Regions from separate parts of the Ovis aries genome. Here region 2 is linked to region 1. A link is a contact called in public Hi-C data. All regions are on one chromosome and are shown on one strand. Each heading gives the region's core, a stretch centred on a gene start, on an enhancer-like site or on the middle of the called end of the contact. The rest is flanking DNA. Distances are from core to core; before and after follow the strand shown. Region 1 holds the start of GDF10 (growth differentiation factor 10). Region 2 has its middle 14 kb from the start of TRNAS-GGA.

Region 1 (7,076 bases), core at 3,266-5,765:
TCCACCCTCGACCCCCGCACACACACTCTACGCTGCCCCACTGCCTATAGGCAAATTCATCACACTCAAAGCTCTTGATGGCCTTGATGGACCACTTTCATTTCCCAACTCTCTCCTCCTGTTATTTCCTCATGGAATAAACTCCTCAGGGGTCCCGGTGCGCGGGGGCAGGCTTCACTCCCATACCTGGCTGACACCCTCTGCTCTTCAGAATCTGTCTGGCGCTCCCCCTGCTCTGTGGAGGCTTCTCCAGCCCCTCCCCATCAGCCCTTCCCCTGCTGGGTGAGTGCTGTCCCTTGGGGCTCCTGAAGCCCAGCCCCAACCCGTTCTTACTCCACTGTTCTACTTGTCCCGACGCTCACATTCTTCTGTTCACTTCTTCCTTGTCAACCAGCTGTGAGCTTTTCTGCTGCTGCCACTGCTGCTAAGTCACTTCAGTCGTGTCCGACTCTGTGCGACCCCATGGACTGCAGCCCACCAGGCTCCCCCGTCCCTGGGATTCTCCAGGCAAGAGCACTGGAGTGGGTTGCCATTTCCTTCTCCAATGCATGAAAGTGAAAAGTGAAAGTGAAGCCACTCAGTCGTGTCCAACTCTCAGCGACCCCATGGACTGCAGCCCACCAGGCTCCTCCGTCCATGGGATTTTCCAGGCAAGGAGTACTGGAGTGGGGTGCCATCGCCTTCTCTGAGCTTTTCTGGAAAGGGCCGATAGTCTTTGCTTCTTTGTGTCCTTTGGGCTTACAGCATCTGCCACTGAATGAGGTGCTCAGGAAGGACTTCGGCAACTGAATGTGACTTTTCACATTATTGATAGACGGGTATGTATCATTACTCGCATTTTGGAGATGACACCAACCTCAGAGAGGTTAAGTAACTTGCCCAATATCCTATGGGGTAGGTGGAAAGGCCTAGACTTAAGTGCAGATTGTTTGGGGCTGGAGGTGTTTAACTTTTAACCTTTACGGTCAAGTTCAGAAGCTCCCTCCGTTGACATGGACTTGTAGGGAACAAGACATGCTTCAGGGAGCGGCGGAAGGGAGGGAAGGAGCGAGGCGGCTGGAGTAATAATGGCAGAGCTAACACATTACTGGACTTACACGTGCCAGGCGGTGTTAAGCACTGGACTTACTGCAATCCATTTGAAAAGCCCTATGAGGAAGAGAACATGATTAGCTTCATTTTAGAACTGACAAAACTGAGTCATGGACAAGCTCAGTCCCTGGCCCAGGTCACAGATTCAGGATTTGGTCCAGCTCCCAGCCTGCACTTGGAATCTGAGCTGTGCTGCCTGTTGGCAGGCAGAGGACATGATTCCACTGCAACACGGGCTGCAGGGACCACCCCAATGAGACAGCAGAGGCCGCCGTCCTGGAGCAGGCTGGCACTGCCATGATCCAGAGCTGAAACCCTTACATCTGTGCCTCATTCATAAAATGAGGAGTCCTGCCCAGGCTCACACCTCCTCACAGCAGGGTCACGGGCCATGAAGCAGGCACCTCTGAGGGCTGCCCAGGAGCTGGGTACAAACCAACTTAAGGAAATCAAGGGAGGGGATGAGAAACCAAGCTTCCTGAGTCAGACACAAAATTTAGCTCAACCCACTGAATCGTCACCTTGCCTCTATGTGCAAAGAAATCAGTGCTCAGAGAGGCATCGTCATGCGTGCTGCAGCACACAGCCAGTAGCTGGCGGAGCTGGGGCTTCTACCCATGACTGCCAGGTGGTTCCAAACAAGAGTGCTGGATTTATCAGAAAATCCAACACTGGTCCAGAATAATTCTGATCTGCCTAACAGAGTAATTGTCTGTTCCACCCTCTGTCTCCTAAATCCTAGGCTCAGTTTTGATGGGAGTTTGCAGAGGGACTAGCAGTGAAAACAGCCTGATCCTGACAAACAGACAGTGCCAACCACTGCCGCTGTGAACAGTCCTGCCTGCCCTGGCCTGAGTCTCTTTATCTGTAAAGTCAGAGGGCTGGATCTGAAGTACTGCCACCATGTTCTTCTCAGGGCTAACTGTTGCCTCACTGTTCCTCGACCCCCAGTCTATGAAACCAGGGAAACACATTGTGCACCTTCATGCCTGGGCCTGTAGGAGCCAGGTGGGCTCAGCGGTCATATTCGCCCCTTATTGCAGCAGTAACCTTGCCAGCCTTGCGTTCCCCAGCTGCAAGGCTTTGGGGACTGAATTAATGGACGCAAGGTCAAGTCTACACCTCTGTGAACACAAATGTTTTGTATATGGGGAAATACAATGTACCAACACCTAACCCAGACAGTGCTGGGCTCCGGGCTTACACATATCATTTCGTGTCATCTTTCCTGCAACTCCACAGGGAAGACACTGTCATGACCAGCCAATTCTGTAGATGAGTACACGCAAGTCCACAGAGCTTCATTTCAGCCGTTTGCCCAAGGTCACAGTCATGCTAAATGCATCTTGAGTGGCTTAATAATAATACTCCAGAAGTGTGCCCCAAGATGTAACTAAAGGCACCAGGGAGGATGAAGTTAGAGCTGGCTGGCTTGGAACCCAGGAACACTGACCTAGTGAGTCTGTCCAGTAGGGGATGGGAGTGGGGTGGGGGAGAGGCCTCTGTGGCAGGAGTTCCCAGTATACATTTCTGGGAGACCAACTTCTGGGATTTGGCTCTATGTCATGGCTGTGTTACCCCAAATCACACACCCAGTGATCAACAGAGAGATGGCAGATCTGACCCCGGGCTGTCTGGCTACCCAGTGCTGGGCTTGTTCCCCTCCACCTCAAAAGGGGCCTTACAGAGCAATGATCTTTCCCCTGATGGATGGCCTCCTCCTTCACAAGGGCTGCAGGGAACCCCTACCTACGTTTTCTGCAATGGCATTCTGAGACCATGAGTAATCTCCATGACAATGAGGGTCTTCCCTCAGCTCCTGCCACCAGGCACACCTCTCCCCTCTGCTCACTCAGGGCCTGCAGAGGTAGCCCAGGCTGAGCGGGCAGTCAGTGGAAGCTGGATTCTGAAGGGCTCTCGGAAGCAAGGAGGGCAGGGGTCTGCAAATGATCTCTGTCCAGTTTCATCCAGGGTGTGGGGAGAGGGGAAAGGGTCTACCCAGGAGGGGCAAGGGCAGGAGAGAAAAGGGGAACCCCCACTGCCCGAGCTTCTAGACCTTTCCTCAAATCACCATGGTTGAACACTTCATGCTAGTGCTCAGCAGACTTCAGTCCCATGTACCCAAGGCTGGGCACTCAACCCCATTCTCTGTCCACCCTGCCTCCCAACCCCATGCCCACTAAATGCCCCAACTATACGTGCCTGGGCCCAGTGCCAGCACTTCCTTCAGGGCTGCATTATACCCACCTGGCGGGCTCTCCCCGGCACCTGCCTCACCTGTCAAGAGTCCGCATAACTAAACCCTCTACATGGATCCCCCCCAGCCCCCACCCTCACCCTCTACCCACAGAGGGATCACTGGGAACTACCCACAGAGCTCTGCCAGCCCAGTGCCACCTTCATCCTGTGCTTACAGCCTTGTGGGTGGGGTGGTCTATGTCCAGCAAGTTTTCCACCTTCGCAGGCCTAGTGGCACCCCAGGGGCAGGAAATTTGTCACTCTGTGTCACTCTGGCGTTCCCACTGGAGGCTCAGGGCCTGGCATAGAGTGCTGGGGGCCCGGAGGGGCGAGGAGGGGGAAGGCGGAATAGTTAGTGAAAGAATGAATGAACGCGTCAGTGAATGGCAGAGGAAAAGCAAAGGTGCAGGGATGTGAGAGGATGGACAAGCGAGGAGGGCCGGAGGCCAAGGAGAAGGGGAGTGGGGGGCCCCCTCTACTTACCCAGCCGGGCACGGAAACTGCGGACCGTGTTGCCCCCTCCCGGCCTCGCGCCCCTTCGGCTGTATTTCTCATAAAGCCGGAGCATGTGGACAGCAACCATGTCCTGGGCGCCTGGGCTCTGTGCAGCGGCCACGTCTCCTGGAGACCGCTGGGGGTTCTTGTCCCCTGCAAGGCCGTCGGCGGCCGCGGGCGGGGCAGGCCGAGCGGCGGCCGTGTGGCTGCCGTCCGCGTCCCGGAGCAGCAGCAGCAGCAGGAGCGACAGCAGCGGCAGCTGTTGGGACCTGGGTCCCAGGCTGGTCCGAGCGGGGCCACGAGCCATGATGGGTGGCGGAGGCGAAGGGGCCAGAGCCGCCGGGGAGGAGGAGAACGGAGATCGAGGACGCACAGGAGGCTGAGAACAGACCCTGCAGCAGGAGGGCACGCTGACTGCGCACGCAGGCGGGGGCTCGGGATGCCGAGATCCGCGCGGGGCGCGGGGCAGAGCGGGGCGCACAGCCGGGCGCACGGTAAGGCCAGCGGTCACGGCAATCCGGAGCCACGCAGAGCCGACTGCGGACTGAAGGCAAAACTTTGCAGCCCCAGGCGCGCTCGGCTCGGCGGGTTCGAGGGGCGGGGCGGGGCGGGGCGGCCGGCGGAGCCCTGGAGGGAGACCCGGCTGAGCGCCCCGGACCACTCCGGGCCGCCGCCGACACGGCAATCCCTGGCCCGACAGCGGCGTGCGTACGCCCGAGTGTGGCGGCGCGCGCGCGCAGGGGTGTGCGCCCGAGTGTGCGCCCAAAATGTAGGGGGCGTGGGCGTCGGCAGGCGCGCTCGTCGCTCCCCTGCGGAGAGCCGGAGACCCGGGGACCCAGCCCGGCTCCTGTGTGTCGGCGCCGTGGCCTGGCCTGGACCGCGCGAGGGCTGGGAGGCATTTAGAGGGGGCCCTCCTGCCGGGTTGCCCCTGCAATGGCGTGTGGTGATTGGGTTGCAAGATGACAGCTCCCCCGTGAGGAACCGAGGCGGGCTTGGGGAGGGGGCAGGGGGATGTGTGTGCGCCCAGCCCAGTTGTCTCTGAGCCAGTGTGCGTCCAAAATGCAAAAGTGAGGGGAACACAAACCCTCCCCGGGCATCCTTTGAAAAGAAAAGCCTTGACACTAAAGCTCAGCCAACCTAAGGTAACTGAAACGAGATCCTGATTAAAATTCATAATTAGTCCATTAACTGACCCTTTTTTTTGCAACAATAATTCCTGTTGAAGAAACACATCAAAGGTGCTTATTAATCTTTGGACATCAGGCTTGTCCTGAAAAAAGGACATGGTTTTAAATTGTTTTACAAAACGTTTCCGGAGCTTCAGGACAGGAGAAGAAAAAACTTGACTTTCCCAAGAAAGTTTCACAGTGAGGGTACGGTGAATCCTGGCCCATACCTCTCAGTTTAGCCCTAGGCCAGTATGTCCTGAACTTCATCTTGCCTTTAGCTGGATTTCTTGTCCACAGATAAAATGTTAGGGCATCTATGAACTTGGATGGAAAAAGCTTACATCTGTATTTTCACTAACCTATACCTGAAACTTGAGTGTGTGGGTTAGTCCCTCAGTCATGTCTGACTCTTTGCAACCCCGTGGACAGTAGCCCACCAGGCTTCTCTGTTGGTGGGATTCTCCAGGCAGGAATACTGGAGTGGGTTGCCATTCCCTTCTCCATGGGACCTTCCTGACCCAGGGATCAAACCTGGATCTCCTGCATTTCAGGCAGATTCATCACCAACTGAGCCACCAGAGAAGCTTGAAACTTACATTCTGTAATATAAAAAACCCAGGCAAACACAATCACAAAGGTATTAACCCTGCCTGTGACTTTGTCACCAATGGCCACCAACCACAGATATTTCCATATCATATTTTCTTATCATGTTTTCAGAGTTCTCAAAATGATCACTCTTGCTCATCACTATTCTGAAATTAATGCTATTTACTTAATGAATTCATTAAAAGACATGTATACTATGTTGCGAAGTTGTTTAAAAACCATTTTGAGAGCTCTATTTGAATGTGATTACCTTCCTCTGTAACCCTGCATAGTAAGAACAGTCTTTTGAGAAAGGGTCTATGGGCTTCTTTGGACTGAGCTAGGAGTCACAGAAGGTTTAGGAACACTTCTGAGGGAAGGAAAGGACCTCTTCAAACTCATATTCTTCCAGCAAGGTCCAGGATGCTAACCATACTACACTGCAAACATGCTGTTCCCATTCCTTGGTAACTCTGGGTTGCGTGAGCCAAAATAGTTACTTTTCTTGGAGGGCTCACAATTCAATAAGTGAAAAATTGCTGGAGAAAGCTTCCATTTGGTGCCTAAAGCACAACCCATTTGTAATTTTTCAAAATCTTGTAGTGTCAAATTAGAGGCCATCCCATTGAAAACCTCGGAACCTTAGGCCTATAGATTTTGGAAGAATGATAGAGAAGCATTTTATTTTTTTGATAATTCACACACTTCATGTTCAACTTCCCATTAGTATAGCTCCCATTCGTCCAGTGAAACAGTTTTCGAAAGCGATTTGCTTGAAGGCGAGGTGACCAGTCACAGTCTTGGACTTGAAGAATCTCTCCTCATAAATGATCCCCACCAACTTTCACTACTCCATTCTCCCACCCCCATCCTCACTTCCCTCTTTCTTCGTGTGCCCCTTACTTCCCCTCCACCCCCCTCTTCTCTTCTCCCCCAGAATGCCTCTGACCTGTACCGGCTGGGGGTAACCTCTGCTCATGGGTAGTTTTGTCTCTGCTGGGGCCATACACAATCGAGGCCTGTGAAAAGGAGGGTGAGTCCGCAGGAGGCCGGGACAAGCTGGGCTATTCGGGGTCTGTGTCCATTAAAGCCTCCTTGCTCTCCTTAACTCATTCCCGCTCCATTCAAGACAGCCTGAGGGTCAGGCTTTAGACGGCACTAAAACCTGTAGGGTACAGATTCTCTGACATTGTTGGGAAAGAATTAAGGCATCAGCCGGGGACGGCTAATATTTCTTGCCTCATTTTATTGCCGAACAGCGGGACTGTAAAGTCTTGAACACTGGAGCACTATGGCCCCCTTTCATGTAGCCGAGATGATGGGATAAAAATGTGTTTGGTGAAGCAATTCAGATTACCACCGGGTCACATCCTCGCTGGCTCCCAGCATCGCCTGCAAACAGCATCGCTGAGACAAGAAACAATCACTGTGCAACTTCAGCTCAGGCACAACAGTGTTCTGAGCGTGGAAATGAGGCTAATTGTGGAGCTTGCC
Region 2 (7,822 bases), core at 1,411-3,910, 190 kb after region 1:
AATTCAATTCATATCTGATGCCAACAGCCTGATGTCAGAGCAGACCCCACACGATAAGGACTTAGTCCCCCAGGACTTCCTCCGCTGTCGATGCCAGCCCCAAGTTGGCAGGCGTCCTTGGGCTACCCGCGCTTCTGCTCAGCAGGCCACACACTGGGGATTCTCATCAACCACTCCCCAGGCTTGATACTCTGCTAGAACAACACAGAGAACTTGGGGAAATCCTATGCTGACTAACACAGTTTACAGAGGCCACAAATGAACAACCTACAGAAGAGCATAGGACAAGATCGGGGTGGGGGTGCAGGGGCGCCGGGGGTCCCTCCCGACACCGCCGCATGCTCACCCGCCCACAGACCCTTCAGGCTGCCTTGGTTCAGGGTCTTCTCTCGGGGTTTCATCACGTGGAGAGATTGAGCAAATCACTGCCCAGCCCCCCATGCCCACCCTCCAGGGGTCAGAACCGGTAGGACTGAAAGTTCTCAACCTCTAATCTCTTGCTTGGTCTTTCTGATGGCCATCCACCCCCTCACCATCCTGAAACTGTCTTGAGGGCCCACCAGGGTGCCATGTGTCTCTGAGACATAATGTCAGGTACGGTCAAGATGCTCTTTACAAAAAACCAAAGACACTCCTATGCTCAGAAAATTCCAAAGGTTTTAGAGCTGTGTGCCAGGAATTGGGGGCAAAGTCCAAATGTATGTCCAAATTTATCTTACCTCAAGGCCCCAAAGACAAATGTAGCGGGGTTCCTTCCCTTGCAAGGTGACCTCCCAGGTCCTACCCACAGCCTGCACATTCCCACTCCTTGACCCCCTGACAAGGCCCATCCAAAGCAGAGGCAGGAGCCCCACTGTGGCTCACGGCTCAGACGCAGACTGCCCAGACTGCTGGGATGCTGGGGCAGGGCGCAGGCTGCAGAGGCAGGCAGGGGCCAGAGGGCCTGGGCCTTCAGGGCCTGGAGAGACACGCTAAGGCACCCCCACTTTAGATTCTAAGTGGCAAGCAGCCCCGGGAACAGAGGCGCTGCAAGTGCAGAAAGGCCTCTTTCCTGCTGCGTGGGGACCATTCCTTGTGGGAACACGGAGCATGGCTTCAGAGCAGGTTCCCACTGAAGCTCTCGTGAGTGGAACTGGGCAGCTGAAGCCTGAGAGACGTGATCCTGGAGGGGTCACCGACTAGGGAAACGCCCCCCTGTTCAGGCAGAGCGGTGGGGAACAGAGGGAAGGGATTGCAGTGTTTCAGTCAGAAAGCCAGGCATAGCTGGACAAACACTGTCGGGGGTGCGCAGGCAGAGGGCACGCCAGGTATCCAGCATGGGGCTCTGTGACAGGCCCTGGAGACACAGGAGTGGGAAAGGAAGGGTGGCAGCGGCAGCTTCCTTGCAGCCAGGCCGAGGATGAGGAAAAGCGATGCTGAGCCTGGGTGGACAGGGCCAGGGGAACAGAGACCCTCACACGGAGGCCTGAGCCGGGCTCTCACCCTCCCCCAGGGCAGCACGTGATGTTCTGTTGGCTGAGTGAGCCTGGGTGGCCCCCTCCCCGCCCTACCTATGCTGTCCCTTCCTGGGGTAAGGTGGCTTCGTCATCAGGTCTCTCGCAGGAGTTAGCCAGGCAGCGTGCCCTGCACACCTGGCTCAGAGGTGGGTGCAGATCAGGTGTCCCCTCCCCCTCCCCCAGCAGCACTTGCTCAGGCCGGGGCTGGGTCCTGGTCACCCCCCACATCCAGCCACCTTTGCTCATCTCAGGTAACTCAGGGGAAGCCTGGATTCCCTGACTAGGGGACTCCAGAGTCTTCAGAAACGCAGAGGGATCAGCCTGCCTCTCCCCCTGCCCCAGCCCCCACCCCCAAACTCCCCAAAAGCTCCTTCCCAGCTCCATCGCCTCTGAGCCCAGTCTGCCCGTGTGTGTGCCACTGGAAAGGGTCCTGCCTGGCTAGACTCAGGACTTCAGAACTGTATCAGGGGCTCGAGGGCAGCCCACATGGCAGGAACTAGCAGCTGTGGGAACAAGCTGGGCAACCCCAGGCCATGCCCATGGCTTCTTCCCCTTCAAGAAAGAGGCCATCAGTGTCCACTCGTTCTGCTCTGGGCTCCCAAGCCCTACAGTCACCCCCACCCCAGCAGACAGAGGACGAGCAAAGCCCTGATTACACAAGCCCCTCCGCCATCTGGCCTCAGTCTTCTCTTGGTCCGCGACCCCTGATGCACCCACAGCTTCCCTGCCCTGCCCCCAGCACAGCCCCCTCCACTGAGCCCGGGGCAGGACCAAGGTGGGCCCATAGCAAGGAATGAAGGCACTCCAGGTTTCCTTCTCCTCCCGGCTGTGTGGCCCTGGGCGGTTGCTGAACCTCTAAACCTCAGTGTCCTCACTGGACAGGTTATTTGTGAAGATCCAAGTCAGTATTGCATGAAAAGTGCTTTCACGGTGCAAATGAAGGCTTCCTTCCTCCCAGAAATTAACAAGTGCAGCGCTGGGAAATGGAATATTAAGCCCATCCTCAAATAGAATTCGGGTGGGTCTGGTGGCAGCAATTTCCAGATGAGGCTCATGTGTTGGCCACAGACTTCTGCCTGGGAGCGCAGCTGGGAGCGCGGCTGGGAGCGCAGATCTGACGCGCAGCAGTCAGGGCTCACCCGGCGCCGGCGCTGACCTGCGGCTGCGCAGGCAAGCAGCGCCACCTACTGGATGTAGCTGCCGCCGCGAATCGGTACGCAGTGTTACGGGGTGGGCGTCCTGTTGCGGCCTCCTATCCCACCTCTCTCACGCGTGACAGGCACACACACACCACAGCGAACACTTACCACAGCCCTTACCCACACCTGCACCCACACACAGATGTTTCCCAGCCTCCCCGCTGCTGGGTCTCGCCTTGGGCCTGGCCATCAGCAGCTGTAAAACAATGCTTCCTTTTTCTGTCCCAAAACGGATTCTGGGACTTGTGGGGACAGCCAAACTGTCTGAAAGGGAAATGGGGTGAGGTCACACTCGCTGCGGGCCTGGCGCTGCCAGGCTTCAGGCCATGACGTAGGTGTCACCATCACACAGAAAGGACGACCTGCCCAAGCCCGCCCGTCCAGGGAGGGGCTCCAAACCCGGGCCCTGAGCGGATGCCCGCTCCTCTGAGCTCCACAAACTACTGCATTTTGTAGAATGTTGCTGCGGAGCCTGTAACTTCCTTCTGGAACTAATGTTTTTATTTGTGCTTGGCCCAGCATTCTATTTTTGGTCCCAAGATGATTTTCTAAGTGACAACAGAACCCCAGTTCTCAATGCCCACTGCTAACCCTACCTTGTGCTCAGCCTCCTCCTGACAGTGGGGTGTGAGTGTGAGTGTGTACATGTATGTGGTTTGGGAAGAGTGTGTGTGTGTGGTTTGTGTACCTCTGACTGTGTGTACATATGTGTACATGCAGTATTGTGATAAGTGTGTGGTATGAGTGTGTGGAGGGTGGGGTGGGGTTTGTGGCACAAAGGCTGCAGTCAGAGACGGGTGGGGTCAAATTGGCCGTGGGTATCCCATCTCCTTTGTGTAATTCCTCTCCTTGAACAGAAGGTGCCCCTAGTGACTTGCTTCCAATGAAGAGAATATGGGAAAATGATGTGATGTCACTTCCAAAATTGTTACAAAAAAGACTCTGGGTTCCATCCTGAGTGCCCACTCTTGCTTTCTCGCTTACTTGTTCTGAAGGAAGCCAGCTGCCAGGCCCTGAGCTACCTTATGGAGAGGCCTATGTGACAAGGAACCTCTCAAGAAGGGCTTCAGCCAACAAACAGCATGTAAGTGAAGGGTGCCAGCATCACTGGGCAAGCTTGGAGGCAGGCCCGCCCCAGTCGAGCCTCGAGATGATACCACAGCCCCCAGCAACACGTGAATGAAGCCTGTGAGAGACCTCAGCCAGGGGCCAGCCAAGCCACACTTGGATTCCTGCCCCACACAACTGTGAGGTGATAAATGTTGTTTAAGTCACCAAATTTGGAGTAATTTGCTGTGCAGCCTTAGATAACTAACACCTGGACCTTTCTTTGCCTTTCTGAGTGCCAGTTTCCCTGCTATAAAATAGGCATTGGATCAGAGGACACGTTTAGCACAGTGCCTGGCACGAAGCAGAGACTCAACAAAAGTTTCCTTTTTCCTTTCCACACCGGAGCCTGGCTTGGTGTATCGCTCCCCCAAACAGCTTGAAGTGATGGAAAACCCTAAGTCAGACCCTGTTTGCAGGCTGGAGGCTGATGGAGAGCCCACCCCTTCCCAGCTGGCGGCCGGAGAGCAGATTGCCATCTCTGGACAATCAGGACCTGGCAGCCCAGCCACCCGGAGAGCAGATCTGATGGCGTCAGCATGGGCCTCCCTCCGCTGAGTGGGGCTGTGGGTCGCCTCCAGCCACAGACGCCCTTGACCTCTGCCCTTACTGGAGGGAGCAGGACCCTCTCCAGGATGAGGAGAGGGCCGGGGCTCCAGCACTCTGACGGCTGCTGGGAGTCCTCTGGACCAGGTGCTAACCCAATAGCGGGCTGACTGCCTTTCTCCCAGGGAGCCCAGGGATGCACTCAGTCACCACCCACAGCTGTGGGAGGTGCGCCTGTCCAGCTGCTGCTGCCCCAGCTGCACTCAGGCACCTCCAAGCCCCTCCGTCTGTCCTCCTGGCTAGAGTGGGAGTGGGGGAGGAAGCCTCCCAGCTTCCACCTCTGCTGCTCTAAAGCAGCCCACTGGCACGCTGACTGCTGCCTCTCTGTGGGCATCCCGGGATCTGGCTCTCCAAAACAGGCCCTGGGAGCCGTGTTCAAGGTGGGCTATTGGGCCTCCCCTTGTGTGAGCCTAGCCCAGCCCCTTTTCTCCTGGGGCCCCTTAGGTCAGATGCACTAGTGCCACAGCTCTGCAAAGTGCGAGTCCCAGGCTCCCAGACTGGGCTTGTGGCAGCTTCATCCTTCCTCCTAACAAGAGGAGAAAGTATCTGTCCTATTTTCTAGATGAGGTTCAGAGTCTTTGGCTAGGCCACACAGCATGGGTGGCCCTTCTTAAACACTCTTTGTTCCCCCAATTCTATGATACTCCTGGCACCTAGAGGCTGAGATTCTGCCCTCTCTCCTTGAATCTGGTCCTGGAATGGCTCAACCAAGAGAACAGGGCAGGAGCAATCCTGTGCCAGTTCTTCAGGTGGGCTGCAAGGAGCTGGCAGCCTCCACTTGTTGGAATGCTGCTCTTGGAACTCAGTCACCATGCTGTGAGGAAGGCTGAGTGGAAGCACAAGGAGGAACCAAGACCCCGGCCCTCAGCTTCAGCCCAGCCCCTGCCACCAGCCAGCACCTGCTCATCAGCCACAAAGTGAGAGAGACTCCTTTGAAGCTGACCCTTAGTCCCAGCTCAAGCTTCCCCTGCTGACACCTCCATACAGAGTCCTGTCCCAGCTGAATAGACATCGGTCTTCAAGCCAGTAGGTTCAGGGTGACTTTAAGTAACAGATACAGCAAGAAGTGGTGTGCAGAGCTCAGCCGACAGCAAGATCCAGGCTTCCGTAGATTCCCAGCATGGCAGGAATATCCCCAAAATCAAACTCTCCAGCTCACCAGGGGCCAGGAAACTCCTTTCTGGCCCAACCTGAGTGCATTTCACCTCCAAGCCCTGTGGAAAGGGTAGAAGGCCGAGGTGAGCCTGAATCCCCTTGCCCTATACAACCTCCGTCCCTTGAGTGTGGGTAAGACTTGTGACTATGATGAAATATCCCTCCCTCGATGAAGTTACTTATATGGCAGAGGGACTTTACAGATGGCGTTGAGGCTGCTAATCAGGTGACAAGACAGGGAGACTTGGAGGGATCTCGTCAACCCTAACATAATCGCCTGGGACCTCTAAAATGTGGTTTTCTCTGGTTGGTGGGAGACAAGGCGTTCAGAAGTCTGACATGTCAGGGGGCTTAGGCATGAAGGAAGGGCTCCCTTGCTGAGAGGGAGGAGCAGGGGGCCAGGACCTGAGGATGGTTACTGCAAGCTTAAAGCAGAACCCAGATCATGGCCAGCAAGAACATAGGGACCTCAGATCGAAATTCACAAAGACCTAAATCCTTCCAACAACCTGAGGGAACTGGGAAGCAGAATCCGCCAAGAGCCTCCAGATAAGATTCTGGCCCGCTGATTTCAGACTCGTGGGACCCTAGGCAGGAGACCCAGCAGAGCCCACCTACACTTCTGACCTACAAGAACTAAGATATGATAACTGGGTGTTCAGTTGCTAAATTTGTAGCTTGTTACACAGCATAGATAATATGACCTCATTCCTTTAGCTTCCAGATTCTTCCTTCCCTGGAAGTATCCTTTCTTTCTTCATTGAAAACGGAGTGTCATGTAGGGCTTCAAGCATTGGCTGGGGTGGGGATCTACAGCCTGAACCAGGGCCCCTGAACCAGCTCTCAGTAGTAAGTGGTTCCACACATCAGTGGGTTCAAGCGTGGGTACAGGATGGAGCCCCTTAGTGTCCCAGGGCCAAGCCTCTGTGGCCTGGCAGAACCTCGGGGGATGGTAGCATCAAGTCCACTGGCCTCCAGCTATCAGGCTCCCAGACTTCCTGTTTGGGTGACTAAGCCCAACCTTAATTAGCTGGGCTCTGATGACCTGGACACTCCCAATTCCCTCATTTCCAGGACAATAATAGCTCCCTGTTCAAACCAGACTTTCCTCCCAAAGGACCAATTTCAAACTCTTCGTATGGCTGATTTATTCTGCTCCCTGTCTAACTAATCCAGCCATGACTTGTCTTGTAAACCTTCTGTGAACCCAGTAGCATTCTGGTCTGAATCCACAAGAACATCTCACAGCATCAGGACACTGGCATATGATGGGACTTAATGGGCTCAAAGCCTGTTCCTTTCCTCCCCTCCCCTTGCCAGTCTGTACTCCCAGGTAGCAGACCGCACCATGGTTCCCATGCCCATTTTCCAGATGGGAATCCTGAGGCTCAGAGCACTAACCCCGAACATGGCACTTAGCCTGCCGCCCAGAGGGGTTCCTAGTTACTTCATGTCAGTGCCATTACTTCTTAGCTTTTGAAGGACAGGGATTTTTGTCTTCTATTACCAAGAAAGCCATCTCCATCAGAAAGGAGTGCCAGCCTGGATGTCCACCAGATTTTTAAGAGAACTGCCCCAACAATGATTCCGAGGTGGTATATTTATTTATCAGATTATGCAAGGGGATAGTGTTTGGATTCTCTACTAACTGATTTTCTTATCTGTTTATATAGAAGTGAATTAAAATCTCCCATTATGGTTATAGCTTTGCACTTTTTTATCATTCTGCTGGCTTTTGCCTTATGCATATTGATACAATATTGGTTTAGATAGTCCAGGGCTATGCTATTCAAGAACATACAGCTCATAATTGCAGGTAATTCTTTTGAGGATAGTGAATCCCATTACCCCCAAATGCCATTTGCCTTAAATTCTATTGAATCTGTGCTTAATATTGCTTCACCATCATTATTAGGTTTGCACATGCCTGATATATGTATTTTTTCTATCCCTTAATTTTCTGCATAATTTTATTCAGTTCTGTCACTTGTAACAGCATATGGATGGATTTTAAAAAATTTTAACCTGATGGCATCTATCTTTTAATAAGTAAGTTAATCTGTTTGCTTTTTTGTGATTACTGATGTAACTTGGACTTACTTCAGCTATCTTATTTTATAGCTTCTTTTTTCCATACCTTTCCGTTGCTTCTGTTTTTATTTATATTTTTCCTGCACAGGCAATTTTTGCTTTACTGATGGTTTTCAAATGATTACATTTTTCTGTTCTTGCAGTGGTTACCCTGATCTTTCCGATCTG

The links. Hi-C and Micro-C count contacts between places; a contact is called where the count stands out from the background.
Region 2: a contact with region 1 is called in a Hi-C map of hypothalamus, with 2.1 times the contacts expected there. The contact joins the enhancer-like site here to the promoter of GDF10 in region 1. A contact is called at or near these places in 7 of 16 Hi-C or Micro-C datasets (hypothalamus, mesenteric adipose tissue, muscle and 3 more).

Annotation. Positions count from the first base shown.
Region 1 is chr25:41,281,833-41,288,908 of ARS-UI_Ramb_v3.0, forward strand. GDF10 (growth differentiation factor 10) reads right to left here and starts at 4,516. Exons shown (of 3, transcript XM_004021551.6): 1 at 3,814-4,516. The coding sequence starts at 4,132.
Region 2 is chr25:41,471,986-41,479,807 of ARS-UI_Ramb_v3.0, forward strand. No RefSeq gene overlaps it. Among named protein-coding and RNA genes, the nearest start is that of TRNAS-GGA, 14 kb to the left of the region's middle. Within about 2 kb of position 2,661, at least 12 of the 54 cell types and tissues checked have an H3K27ac peak or open chromatin away from gene starts, as enhancers often do. A contact at or near this core is called in hypothalamus, where this site is marked.